3 separate regions of the Mus musculus genome follow, and regions 2 and 3 are each linked to region 1. The links are chromatin contacts, called in public HiCAR-type and promoter capture Hi-C maps. All regions are on one chromosome and are shown on one strand. Each heading gives the region's core, a stretch centred on a gene start, on an enhancer-like site or on the middle of the called end of the contact. The rest is flanking DNA. Distances are from core to core; before and after follow the strand shown. Region 1 has its middle 13 kb from the start of Gm46788. Region 2 has its middle 27 kb from the start of Zfp217. Region 3 has its middle 24 kb from the start of A630075F10Rik.

What was found. Promoter capture Hi-C pulls out the DNA fragments that hold promoters and counts their contacts. HiCAR-type assays count read pairs that join an accessible place to other places.
Region 2: a promoter capture Hi-C map of embryonic stem cells shows a contact between it and region 1, with 9 times the contacts expected there. The contact joins two enhancer-like sites. A contact is called at or near these places in 5 of 39 promoter capture datasets (cranial neural crest, embryonic stem cells, frontonasal cranial neural crest and 2 more), 2 of 484 Hi-C or Micro-C datasets (embryonic stem cells and nephron progenitors) and 1 of 9 other capture datasets (embryonic stem cells).
Region 3: a HiCAR-type map of embryonic stem cells shows a contact between it and region 1, with 6 times the contacts expected there. The contact joins two enhancer-like sites. A contact is called at or near these places in 1 of 39 promoter capture datasets (cranial neural crest), 2 of 115 datasets of contacts at active chromatin or transcription factors (embryonic basal ganglia and embryonic stem cells) and 1 of 9 other capture datasets (embryonic stem cells).

What each region holds. Positions count from the first base shown.
Region 1 is chr2:169,309,346-169,313,274 of GRCm38.p6, forward strand. No RefSeq gene overlaps it. Among named protein-coding and RNA genes, the nearest start is that of Gm46788, 13 kb to the left of the region's middle. Within about 2 kb of position 2,251, at least 6 of the 459 cell types and tissues checked have an H3K27ac peak or open chromatin away from gene starts, as enhancers often do. A contact at or near this core is called in embryonic stem cells, where this site is marked.
Region 2 is chr2:170,102,604-170,106,532 of GRCm38.p6, forward strand. No RefSeq gene overlaps it. Among named protein-coding and RNA genes, the nearest start is that of Zfp217, 27 kb to the right of the region's middle. Within about 2 kb of position 2,043, at least 10 of the 459 cell types and tissues checked have an H3K27ac peak or open chromatin away from gene starts, as enhancers often do. A contact at or near this core is called in embryonic stem cells, where this site is marked.
Region 3 is chr2:170,044,339-170,048,267 of GRCm38.p6, forward strand. It overlaps a transcript of Tshz2 not described here. Among named protein-coding and RNA genes, the nearest start is that of A630075F10Rik, 24 kb to the right of the region's middle. Within about 2 kb of position 2,178, at least 18 of the 459 cell types and tissues checked have an H3K27ac peak or open chromatin away from gene starts, as enhancers often do. A contact at or near this core is called in embryonic stem cells, where this site is marked.

The DNA.
Region 1 (3,929 bases), core at 1,001-3,500:
CTAAGGTAAGAACTCTAGTTTTGTGTTTAGGTACTGTGGGTAGCCACTGGAGGCTTGTGAGTGGACGCCATTGGCTCTAATGTATAAGTTAAAGAGATCATTTTGAATAGTGCTATCTTAAGCACAGGGAAAGTGGGCCTGCCATATGGCATGGTCCAATTCTGTCATGCCAACATTCAAGGGTCCCTCCTGGGGTCTTAAAGATTATATTATAGCTGACTACTAATGTGCACAAGAGTTATGATTTGGGACACCAGAGCCATGCTGCTTGTCTGTCTCTGTGTGGTCTCTGCATCAGAGAGGCTTGTTCTATGAAGTTGATAAATATAAGTACTTGGAAGTATTTTATGGATCAATGAAATAGCAATGAAGTTGGAGGTGCTTTGAGTTTATTTATAAAGCTGGGTCATCTAGAGGTCAGACACCATTACAGCAAATGCAACTGTAATGAATATCTTTGATAAATTTGGTTTTTAAGCCCTAACCCACGTCTTACTGATTTCACATATTATGAGCTATAGACCCACAATTTCTCAAATGCAATTCTGGGGTGTCAGGAGGGGGGGTTGTAACAAAACCAAAGCACCCTGTAACCAAATGGTATATTTTCAGATTTTTGCCATTTGTGTGATAGCCAAAATTAAGCTAAGCTGATAAACACACACACACAGAGAAGTATGAATCAAGACACATGTATTTATCTTTATCTATCCCCCTGAATAGAAGTGGTCACATGTCCCTGCATAAATATTGGGTTTGATGACACAGATCTGCAGCAGCCTCTTTGGGACTGTTGTTTAATGTATAGGAACCAAATTACCTAAGGTCTGAGGAAGACTTGAATTCAGTAATACACTTGAGTAACAGGATTCTAAATGGGAGACCATCAACGGCTCTACCTGAGGACAAGTGACCGTGGTACAGATTGACCCAACTGATGCATGTGCATGCAATCCCCAAATCGTTAGGCTCAGGGGACATCATGGAAGAGTGGGCAGGAGGGTTGTGAGGACCAGAGGCCTAGGATGCCTGCAGGAAGATGATGTCATCTAATTGTGTCAGGAGAGTTGCATCCAGGAAATCTCAACAATATGGTCACCTAAGCAAGACTTGCACAATGGCAACGTCAGCCAACATGTCAGATAGATGGGGAAGGGGAAGGAGATCTTGCAAGGCTCCCATTGTAGATCGTTGTGAGCCACCATGTGGTTGCTGGGAATTGAACTCAGGACCTCTGGAAGAGCAGTCAGTGCTCTTAACCGCTGTCTCACCTCTCCAGCTCCAGGTTATATCCCTAGATGAAGAGCTACAAGTAAATGGACGCTGAGAGAGGAAGGATCAGTGTTCTCTAAGAATGAGTCCCCTCATAAATTACTTAATCCCAAGTGGCCAGCCTTAAACACTCACACGCACGCACGTGTATACACACACACACACACACTCACACACACACACACACACACACACACACACACACACACACACACACACACACGTATACATTCACAAATACACCACATACACATACACACATATACACACATGTACACATACACATGTACTCACACAGACACACACCACAAACACACATGTATACACAGGTATACACAAGGACACACACGAGCAATGCTAAATGACTCAGCAGGTTATATTTTTACACACACACACACACACACACACACACATACATATATCTGACACTAATAGTTTAAGGTGAGGTCACGAGGAGCGGAAAGAACACAGGAGGAGTTGGGGGATGAGAAGGAGGGGACAGCAATGATGTAAAGAGAGCTTGTGCATGAAATTCTCAAAATCCGTTTTAAGAGGCAAAAAGAATGAGTTGCTGTGATCATACATAATGATTTCTGTAGAATACATACAACACACAGTTGAGTTGCAATGGACAACATTAGAAAGAAGGCAGACATTTACAGAATACCGAGAAATTGAAAAGAAAACCCATTAGGAACATATGCTTCTTTCTGCTTTACCCCCTAATTTTACCAGTGCAAGGAATACACTTTATAATCTATGTGGTCAGAGACTGGGATGGGCTACTCTTTAGGCTTACGCCTATAACGGAGCCTGGCAGGCAGTAGGTCCTGGTATGGATCTGTAAGTACTGAGTCACTCCAGGAGAGTATGAACCAGATGCTGGGACCCACCCAAGTGCTGGGTGGGTGGAGTGGATCTCAGCTCTCAGCACCTCCCTAGAGCTCTTGTTTCTCCTCCTATCTTGATGCCTTGCTGAAACAGACAGACAGCGGAAGTCCTCTCTAGATAATCAAAGGCTCTGGGAGAGGCAGGATGGAGAGGAGTGTAAAGAGTTTTTGTTTCAGTTGGATAAAGCTTTAGCAATCTGTGTAAACAGCCAAGAGCCTTGTTTCTCGATAAAAGACTCTCTAATCAGTTCTAATCCAAGAGCATCGTTGGCACTGAGAGATTGTAAAGGCAAAATATTCACTTTGAAAAATGAAACCTATTCTATTCAGGGCATTGTAATTTCCCATTGTGAGGCTGTGGTACCGGCGATTAAATTCTATTGTGTGTCTGCAGCCCTCGTTAGCGGGGATGTTTGCTATTATTAACTGATATTCTAAGAACATCCGCTCGCTCTCCACGGTGAAGAGCTGCTTGGCTCCTGAGAGATAATTTGCATACGTCTTGAGTTTGCCCTTCATGGTCTTTTCTTCCTCATTCGCTGTGCTATACGTATCTGGGATCCCATCTCATAGGGGCTGCCTCGTGCGTGGCATACTCTCTGAGCATGCTCAGTTGTCTGGCCATGTCATTCACATCTGGATAACCCTGGACACTTACACATGACTCTGCTATCTGTTTCCTGCATGGCAGGAAAAATTCTTTCTAAAAAGAAGTGCCTTAGGTTGTGTTCCCAGCAGCAGAACCCAAGGGGAGGATTTGTGTCAAAACACAGGCCCTCAGGTCCGATGGGGCCTGCATGTGAAACCTGTGGGTATGGAAGTGTCCACGCCTGGAAGTTTTGAGTTTTGCTTCCAGATTTTGGAATGTTTATAGAGGTTTTAGTAGTTGAACATTCCTAACACAAAAAAATCCAGCACCTTCGGAATTTTGAAATGTTTGTCTTCTGTTGACATCTCTGTATATGTGTATTATGTGTGTGTATATATGTATGTGTGTGTATGTATGTATGTGTGTATGTATGTATGTGTATGGATGCATGTGTGTATATGTATATATGTATGTGTGTATGTATGTATATGTGTGTATGTATCTATATATATGTGTGTATGTATTTGTGTATATGTATGTATGTGTGTGCATGTATGCATGTGTATGTATGTGTGTATATGTATGTATGTGTGTGCATATATGCATGTGTATGTATGTGTGTGTGTGTATGTATATATGTATGTGTGTGTGTGTGTGTGTGTGTATGTATGAGTATGTGTATGTGTGTATGCTATACAGTCTGTCCACAGCTTTAGGGATGTTCAGGTGTGTTACAAATACTAACGTAACAGTAGGGCCAGCAAAGTCACACGCAAAAACACAGACTTGAGGCCTTCCAGTGTTAAAGTCCCTAATATCAAAGAACAAGAGTGACCTAGAAAGGCCAGCGATGGAAGAGGGGAGCAGAGCAACTGCCTATGAGAGAGGCCCAGGCTTTAAGTCAGCATGCTGTGGCGCCTCATAGAAGGAGTGTGAGGACAGAAATTAGGTGAATTCTGTTCTACATTAGTAACTATGGCCTACTAAGTAGAGAAAACAAAAGCAGGTAATGAAGCCAGGGGCGACTGTTGTGAGTCATCAGAGATAGGGCTCAGTGGAAGATTCAGAAATGAAGTTTGAAGTTAAAACTACCAGGGCAGTAGACATTTGCTGTGGGAGAAAGGAAGAGAGAAATGAATGGCGATTCCTGAGGGCTGGGCTTGAGTGAGTCAGGGGTT
Region 2 (3,929 bases), core at 793-3,292, 790 kb after region 1:
TTGGGAGCTGCGACGTGGGTGCTGGGAATCAAACCCAAGCCCTCTACCAGAGTGTCTCACACTCTTAAGCTCTGCACCATTCCTCTCGCTCTGTCTAGGTTTTGAGACAAAGGCTCAAGTCTTGGTAGCCCAGGCTGACGCTGAAGGCTGGGGATTAGAGTCATGTGCCATCACTCACAGCCGAAGACCATCACAGCTGGGCTTGTTGACTCTAGACATTTCCTCTTAGAAGGACAGAACAGGGAGGCTCGTGACACCCACACTGGCATGACACCCACACTGGCATATACACCCTGCCCAACTAGCTGTATGTTATTCTGCTCTAACTGTCCATGGGGTTAGCGAGCTAGGAGGTGGTGGGAAAGGATTCTGCAACAGGGCTCAGTCTATGTGGCCCCTTGGTAGCCTTCATCCCTGCTAGGTGCAGACCGTCCAGTGTGGCTGTTTAAGATCACCCACACACCTGTTGTTAATCCCTCACCCTCGGGGTGAACTTTGTTGGAATCACACCTTGGTTTGTCATTGGGTCCTCAGGAGTAGTGAAGGAATTTTCCCAAAAGGAAGGAATTTTAGCAACACAGTGCATGCCTGTAATCCCAGCACCCGGGAGGTAGAGGCTTGTGTAATGCCTATGCGGGGAGTTTGAGGCCCAAAAGCTTCAAGTTTGTTGTGCTGAGCTGAACTCTTGAACATGGCAGTGGTCTGGCTCAGATGATAACCCTTTATACCACACAACTCCAAACCCAGAGAATGTGGTTCTGAGGATGGGACCTAGGGTTTGCCTGTTACCAGGCACTCGCCAACTAAGCTGTTTTTGGTTGTTGTTCGGTTTGCTTGGCATTTTGTGTGTGAGAATGGGAGTTGGTTTTGGGACAAACAGCAGTGTAGCACTGGCTGGCTTCAAAGATGCTCAGTAGCCAACCTTGACCTTGACCTTGACCTTGACCTCCTGATCCTCCCGAATCCTTCTACCACCTCACCAAGTGCCTTTGAAATGGAGAAGATTCAAACGCAAGAGTGACTAGACACGAGTTGAAGCTCTGCAAAGGTCACCACCACACACAAGCACACATGCACATACATGCACACACACATTCATTCACACACTCTCCCATACACTCACAAACACACACCACACAAGCTCGTACAGTCATCCAATCAGGAGAAAAGGCAGTGGAGGAAGGGTGAATGTAGATCCTTATTTTCCACTATCCAGACTTCAGTACTATTGGGGGATTTGAACCATTGACAGACTATTTGACTTGGTAGATTTTTTTTATTGAGAGCAATTTCATCAGGATGGCAAGGGCTGTGAAAAATACTACTCGCGGACAGGATTGGCTGCCAGAGCCACTGTGCATCCTCTCGAAAACCCAAAGCCACATCACTCTGGTCACACAGAACTCTCAGCACCAGGAAGGAGCAGCCACAGAGTGCCATGTGCCTGATGCCAGCGCCACCGTGTGGCAAAGGTTTGAAGCTTCCGTTCACTTGGACTGAAAGATTTTTGGCCCGTTCCTAAACTTACGAGATTGATACGTATTAGCAAAAATGTCAGACACATAGGGAAACTTAAAACACAACCCTGTATCACAGTTGTAAGATTTGAGTGTATTAATTTGGACAGAATAAGATAGCAACTGAGCCACAACCATCAGTCAAGGTGGAGGCCAATAAAGATTGTCCCCAGCTACATGATAGTCTAAGGCCACCCTGAGTTGCATTAAGACCCTGCCCCCCTCCCCAAAAAAAGAGATTAAAACAAATTTTAAATTGGGGTGGGGGGGGTGAATTGAGACAGGGTTTCTTTGTACAGCCCCGGCTGTACTGGAACTAGAGCTATAGACCTGGCTAGTCTTGAACTCAGAGATCCACCTGCCTCTGCCTTCTGGATGCTGGAATTAAAGGCTTAAGCCACCATACCTGGCAAACACACACACACACACACACACACACACACGTGCACACACCAAGCCCTACAGGATGGAGAGATGGCTCTGTGGTCATGAGCACTGGCTGTTCTTCCGGAGGAAGAGCTCAGCTTCTAGCACCCACTCGTGGTGGCTCACAACCATCTGTGACTCTAGTTCCAAGGGATCGCATGCTCTCTTCAGGCCTCAAGCACCACGCACACAGGTGCACATGCATACATACATACATACATACATACATACATACATACATACAAAGCCCTCATGCAGGCGGGCATCAACCCTTGGCTTGTGAGCTGCAGGGTACTCGGAACAGAACCCTGGGATCATCTTTTTAAGTGACAGACAGGAGGAGGCATGGTAGAGCAGAAGAGACAGGTTCAACTCTCACACTGCTGCATGGAGGACCAGAGGCTCCTCCTCTCAGGGTTAGAAAGTTTTCCCCTCCAGGACCATCTACTGGGGTTTTTATTGGTGGCTGGCTGGTCTGTTGTCTTTTTGAGACAGACCAGGCTTAAACTCCCGGTCCTTTTGCCTCCACCTCCCACACGCTGGGATTCTGGGGATGAGCCGCCACAGGACAACTTGCCCGCTTCCACTGCTAGGCAGAAGGTGGAGGCATCCTAACAGGTAGTGAGCAGACCGGAGTGAATGACGCTGTTGGAATGCCTGCTGTTGACATAGGCACGCCATCAAGGATGCCATCAAGGACGCCATCAAGGAGACAAAGCCTCCTTCGGTCTAATAACAATGTATGTTGGACATGCCCACCATAGCTCTCCCCTGCCAGGGCTTAACGCTCTAAGCAAGTACTCTGGCAACCTTCTCAGCCTGGTTTGTTCTTTTTCTAAATTAAACTGGGTTTCTGATGCCGCTGGGGGAAATAGCAAAACAAGATCTGCAGGCTCTTCCCTTAAAACTATTAAGTGTCACCACCAATGGCTCCAGCAGGAGCAAAGACCATTCCCTTGCCCCCGCACCCACAACTGACAACCAGGGCAAGTTTTCAAAGATGTGTATGTTTGAGCTAACTGCAGGATGACATTGTTCACCTTTATGATCTAGACAGCTGCTCTCTGCTCCGTTTGGAGTCCAGTCCATGGCTGTCCTCAGGAAGGATCCGATCCTAGGACAACCCAGTCCCTGCCTGCAAAGGACCTAGGTGCTGCCCCACCCACGTGGTGCCTGACCCAGCAGGTCTAGTGAAACCTGACAAGCCGAATTTCTAACAATTTTGCTATTCTGGGGCAACAACGACAAAGGTCAATGCAGATGGAGCACTGCATTATGTAGAGTGGGCTGAAGTCATGGTGCTAATTATCACACAGAACACCCCCTGTTCGGACCACTGGGAAAGTCAGACTAGACTGTGGACAGGCAAGAGCTGGAGAGCAGGGTAACTCAGTAAGGGGTGTGTGTGTGTGGGTGTGTGTGGGTGTGTGCACGTGCTCCACACCCTAAAAGATGAAAATAACAAGGAAAAAAATAAAAATAAAAACCCTCCCCCTCTCCCTGCTCAAAGTGAGTTCTAACCCTCTCCATTTCTCGTGGTGGAGAGAGCTCAACCCTTCAGAGTGCTTGCTGCTCTACGGAATACGCTCTGGCCTCTGTGGCACCCGCAGTCACATGCACATAATTAAGGACTTGAGAAACTTTGGCTCAGTGGTTAAAAGCACTTACGGCTTTTCCAGAGGACCTGGAGTTCAATTGCCAGCAACCACACAGGGCAGATCCCAGCTGCCTCAAAGGATCCAATGCCCACTGCCCGCATCGGGTATTCACATGCACGTGATGTAATTATAAATAAGTCTTTTAAAGTAAACAAAAAGGGTGGGCTGGAGAGCCGTAGTCAGGAGCACCCATCCGGGGTCGCCATGAAGCTCCTCCAGCTTGGGCCCCTGTGGGTGCTCACACACAGATACACACACTTAGAAATATTTTTAACTTTATAATACAAAAGAACCCAAGACACTGGTCTATTCACAACAAAAGGTGAGG
Region 3 (3,929 bases), core at 928-3,427, 730 kb after region 1:
GTTTGAATGTTCCCACTTCTTAGTCATTTTCTTTGCTTTCCTAGGACCTAACTCAGGATTTCAGGTTAGATTTAGCGGCCACAGCTACTTGGTCCTTACCACTAAGTCTTCCCATGTTGTGCTGTATTCTGTTCTGATCGGTTAATTTAATATTTCATGTTGTGTGTGGAGACCACTGAGTGGCCCACTTTATTGGTTTCTACCTTATTCCCTTGAGACCTCTCGCAGAACCCAGCAAGCCTCTGCAATCCACCTGTCTCCACCCCCACGACACTGGAGTTAGCAGGTGCCTGCAGCCACGTCCTGACTTTTACATGGCTACTGGGGATCCCAGCCCTGTCTTCTGCTTAGTCAGCCAACGCTCTTGTCCGTGGAGTCATTTCTTCAGCCCGTCTTTTGTGACACGGATCCTCTGACAAGCACTGGCCGGTTATTTCGTGAGCTGTCTCTCATTTTGGCTTTGTCTAATGTCTTCTGCTCCCTGGACAGATGTTAGGTGGTATACAAAGGAACAGCTGCTGTGTGACTGTTACTAGGGACAGGACAACAGCAAAGCAAAGCAGCAGCATTACCTTGCTGACCTAGGGAGTTAATGGGCTTCCCAAAGGCAGTTGCACGACCTGAAAGTCCCACTCCAGGATGAGACCCACACAAAGCCAACATTCTGTGTCCCTTACACAGGAGTCCCCTACCCCCACCCAAGCCCCTACACCAACTGATGCATGGTTACCAGAAGCCAAGGGAGGGACGGAGAACAGTGGCTGGAATCTCGGGCAGATGTCTAATGAAAACATTAATGACCTCAATCTTGCGAGGGACTCCTGTGGCTCACCACAGATGTTCTGATTCGAGATGGCAACAGCCATGTCGTGCCCCGAGGACAGGGTTCCCACTGTAATACCATAGAGACGTGTGCCCTTCTCAGGAGCTTCGTGACACTGACATGTCTTATCACGGGTGAAGTTCACTTTGATGGCATGGTTTAAGTAGTGTCTGGTAACTTCTGTTAAAACATGAGACAGGCCTTTGACTTTGTAGTGCTAGCCAAGATACCCTGAAACAGGAAGAAACCATTCAGTGTCCCTCTAGCATACATGATTTTGGACATATGACTTTTATCCAAACAATGCTTTCCTCACTTGATAAGGGAGATTAAAAAGAACTATCTTTCTAAGTTGCTAGAATGGTCACTCTATAATAATCATTGTTAGTGACAGCCAGGCAAGCCAACAGGGGATCCATGGAATCAAAAGTGGAGGACTCTGGCTGGACAGACAGCTCAGTGATAAACCACAAGCCGGAAGCCCCAGGACCCATGCAAAGCCACGTGATATCCCAGTGCTCCTGTACCATGAGAGGAGGCAGAGCCAGGAGAATCCCTGGAAGCCTGTGGTCAGGTATAGGAGGCATCAAACAACAGACAAATGCTCAAACAAGGTTGCCTGACCTTCTGACCGCCACACCCTCAAATGTGCTCCCCTACCACACACACACACACACACACACACACACACACACACACACACACACACACACACACACACACGCAACCCAGATCTCAACTGGATACTTCCGGCAAGCAGCAAGATTGGCTCCTCCTTTCTTTCCTAAGGAAAGACCTTCCTGGTTACAAACAGGTAGACAGTCAGTCAGACGGGCCTGGAGAGATGACTCAGCAGTTAAGAGCACTTGCTGCTCTTGCAGAGGACACAGGTTCAGTTTCAAGCGCCCACGTGGTGACTCATAGCCATCTGTAACTCTAGTTCCAGGGAATCTATCGCCCTCTTCTGGCCTCCATGGGTACTACATGTGGCGCACACAGCATGCAGGCAGACCGCCTATATAGAGAAAATGAAAGTAATAAAAGCTCTTGGCGAAGTGAAGTGAGCAGATAAAGTCTATGACTGACTGTAACCAGCACCAGCTCATCCTACAAGCGATTACGAGGCGTTCTCTGTGCCCTAGGCCCATTGCAGACCCTCGGCTGCCTCTAATCTGGGAGCGGAATACTGCTTTCCTTGAGTTTACATCCCAGTTAGAAAGGCACAGAGTAGAGAAGCAAAGACAGGGACTATCACTCACCCTGGTTCAGTTGGAGTTCCTATAGCTGTGATGAAACATCATGACCAAAAAGCAACCCAGGGAGGAAAGGGACAATTTGATTTACATATCCTGGGTCACAGTCCACTGAGGGAAGCCAAGGGGAGGGAGCCTGGAGGCTGGAGCTGATGCAGAGGCCATGGAGGGGTGTGGCTTACTGGATTGCTTAGTTTGTTTTCTTATAGAATCCAGAACCACCAGCCCATGGATGGCACCACCCACAATGAGCTGGGCTGTTCCCCCTCCATCCCACCTCAATCACTAATATATAAAACGCCCTCAAGGTATCCCTCTGTCCAGATCTGAAGGAGGCATTTCCTTAATTGAGTCGACTGTAGCTTGTGTCAAGCTAACACAAAAGTATTTCCTAAACAAGTCTACATCTTGTTTTGTTTCGTTTTGTGTTTTGCCTTCAGACAGAATTTTTTACAATGTTGCACACGCGGCTGGCTCAGCACTGTGAACCCCCCAGCTTCCAGCTGCCCCGCACCAGGATTCCAAGCATGAGGGACCACACCCAGTTCAGCCCTCAGTGTTTCACTTGATTGCTCCTTCCATGCGAAAGGAACCCTGCATGCCCCGCCTTCAGAGTTTCACTACTGAGATTCTCCGTAGGTTTAGGCTTGCTCCTACTTCATCAATTAGAATGATTACTTCCTTGTGGAGCCTGTTTCCCACCTCCCTGCATTGGGTATCTATCATTCCAGTGCCCATAACTATCCCTTAGTTTAAAAACCTCCTAAACAGCCTTTGCCTCCCCTCAGCAACATTGGTTTAATTTTTTTAAAAAAAAAGTGCAGTGCTTTGATGTTTTGCCTGCATGGATGTCTGTGTGAGGATGTTGGATCCCCTGGAACTGGAGTTAGAGACAGTTGTGAGCTGCCATATAGGTGCTAGGACTTGAACCAGGGACCTCTGGAAGAGCAGCCAGTGCTCCTAACAGCTGAGCCATCACTCCAGCCCCACACTAATCTACTTTTTATTATGTGGTCCTGTTTTCTCTTTGTTGACAAGAACAGAAACCACGTTTGTAAAAATAGTTGCCGAGACCTTCTTGTTGAGCCCAGGCTGCACTAGGAGGAATCATGGGTAATTTTAAATGTCAACTTGCCACAACCTAGGGAAACCTGGGAGATCCTGAATGGAGATTTCCTAGGTCATACCAGCCTATGGGCATGTGTGCATGGCGACTATCTTGTTTGTTAAATGATGTAGAAAGATAAAGCCCACTGTGGGTGGCACCATTCTCTAGACAGGGAGTATTGAGCGATACAAGGCAGGAAAGAGCTAAATGGAAGCAAGTGGACTTAGGTACACTCATTCTCTGTCCTCCTCAGTTTAGTCTCATGGAACATGTGGCCTTGACTTCTGCTTGATGATGGAGGCTGTGACCTGGAATTGTGAGCTAAATAAACCTTTCTTCCCCTACGTCGCTTCTGGTCATGTTATTTTATCAGAGCAACAGAAAGAAAACTATGGCAAAGAGGTTCTCAAATGTTTTTCGGTTGGACTGTTCCATCAGTGGATGGACGCGTCTTGATTCTGCTTTTGTTTAACTGTGATGTTGGGAGGCCATGGCTCTGCCTTTCTTGCTTCGTATTGGCTAAAATGATGTGAGACACATCGATAGTGTTGCCCCTTCCTTTATGTCCCATTTCCTCTGCTATTTCAGACCTCCCTCCTTTTTTCTTTTTTCTTACATTGAAAGTAATGTATAGGTAAAAGAAAAAATACGTGGAAGGCATGAGTTATTGCCGTGGCAACAGAGAGCTTCAAACACCACAGGGGTTGCTGCTTCTTGTCTGCATATAATTCCCAACTGTTCGTGA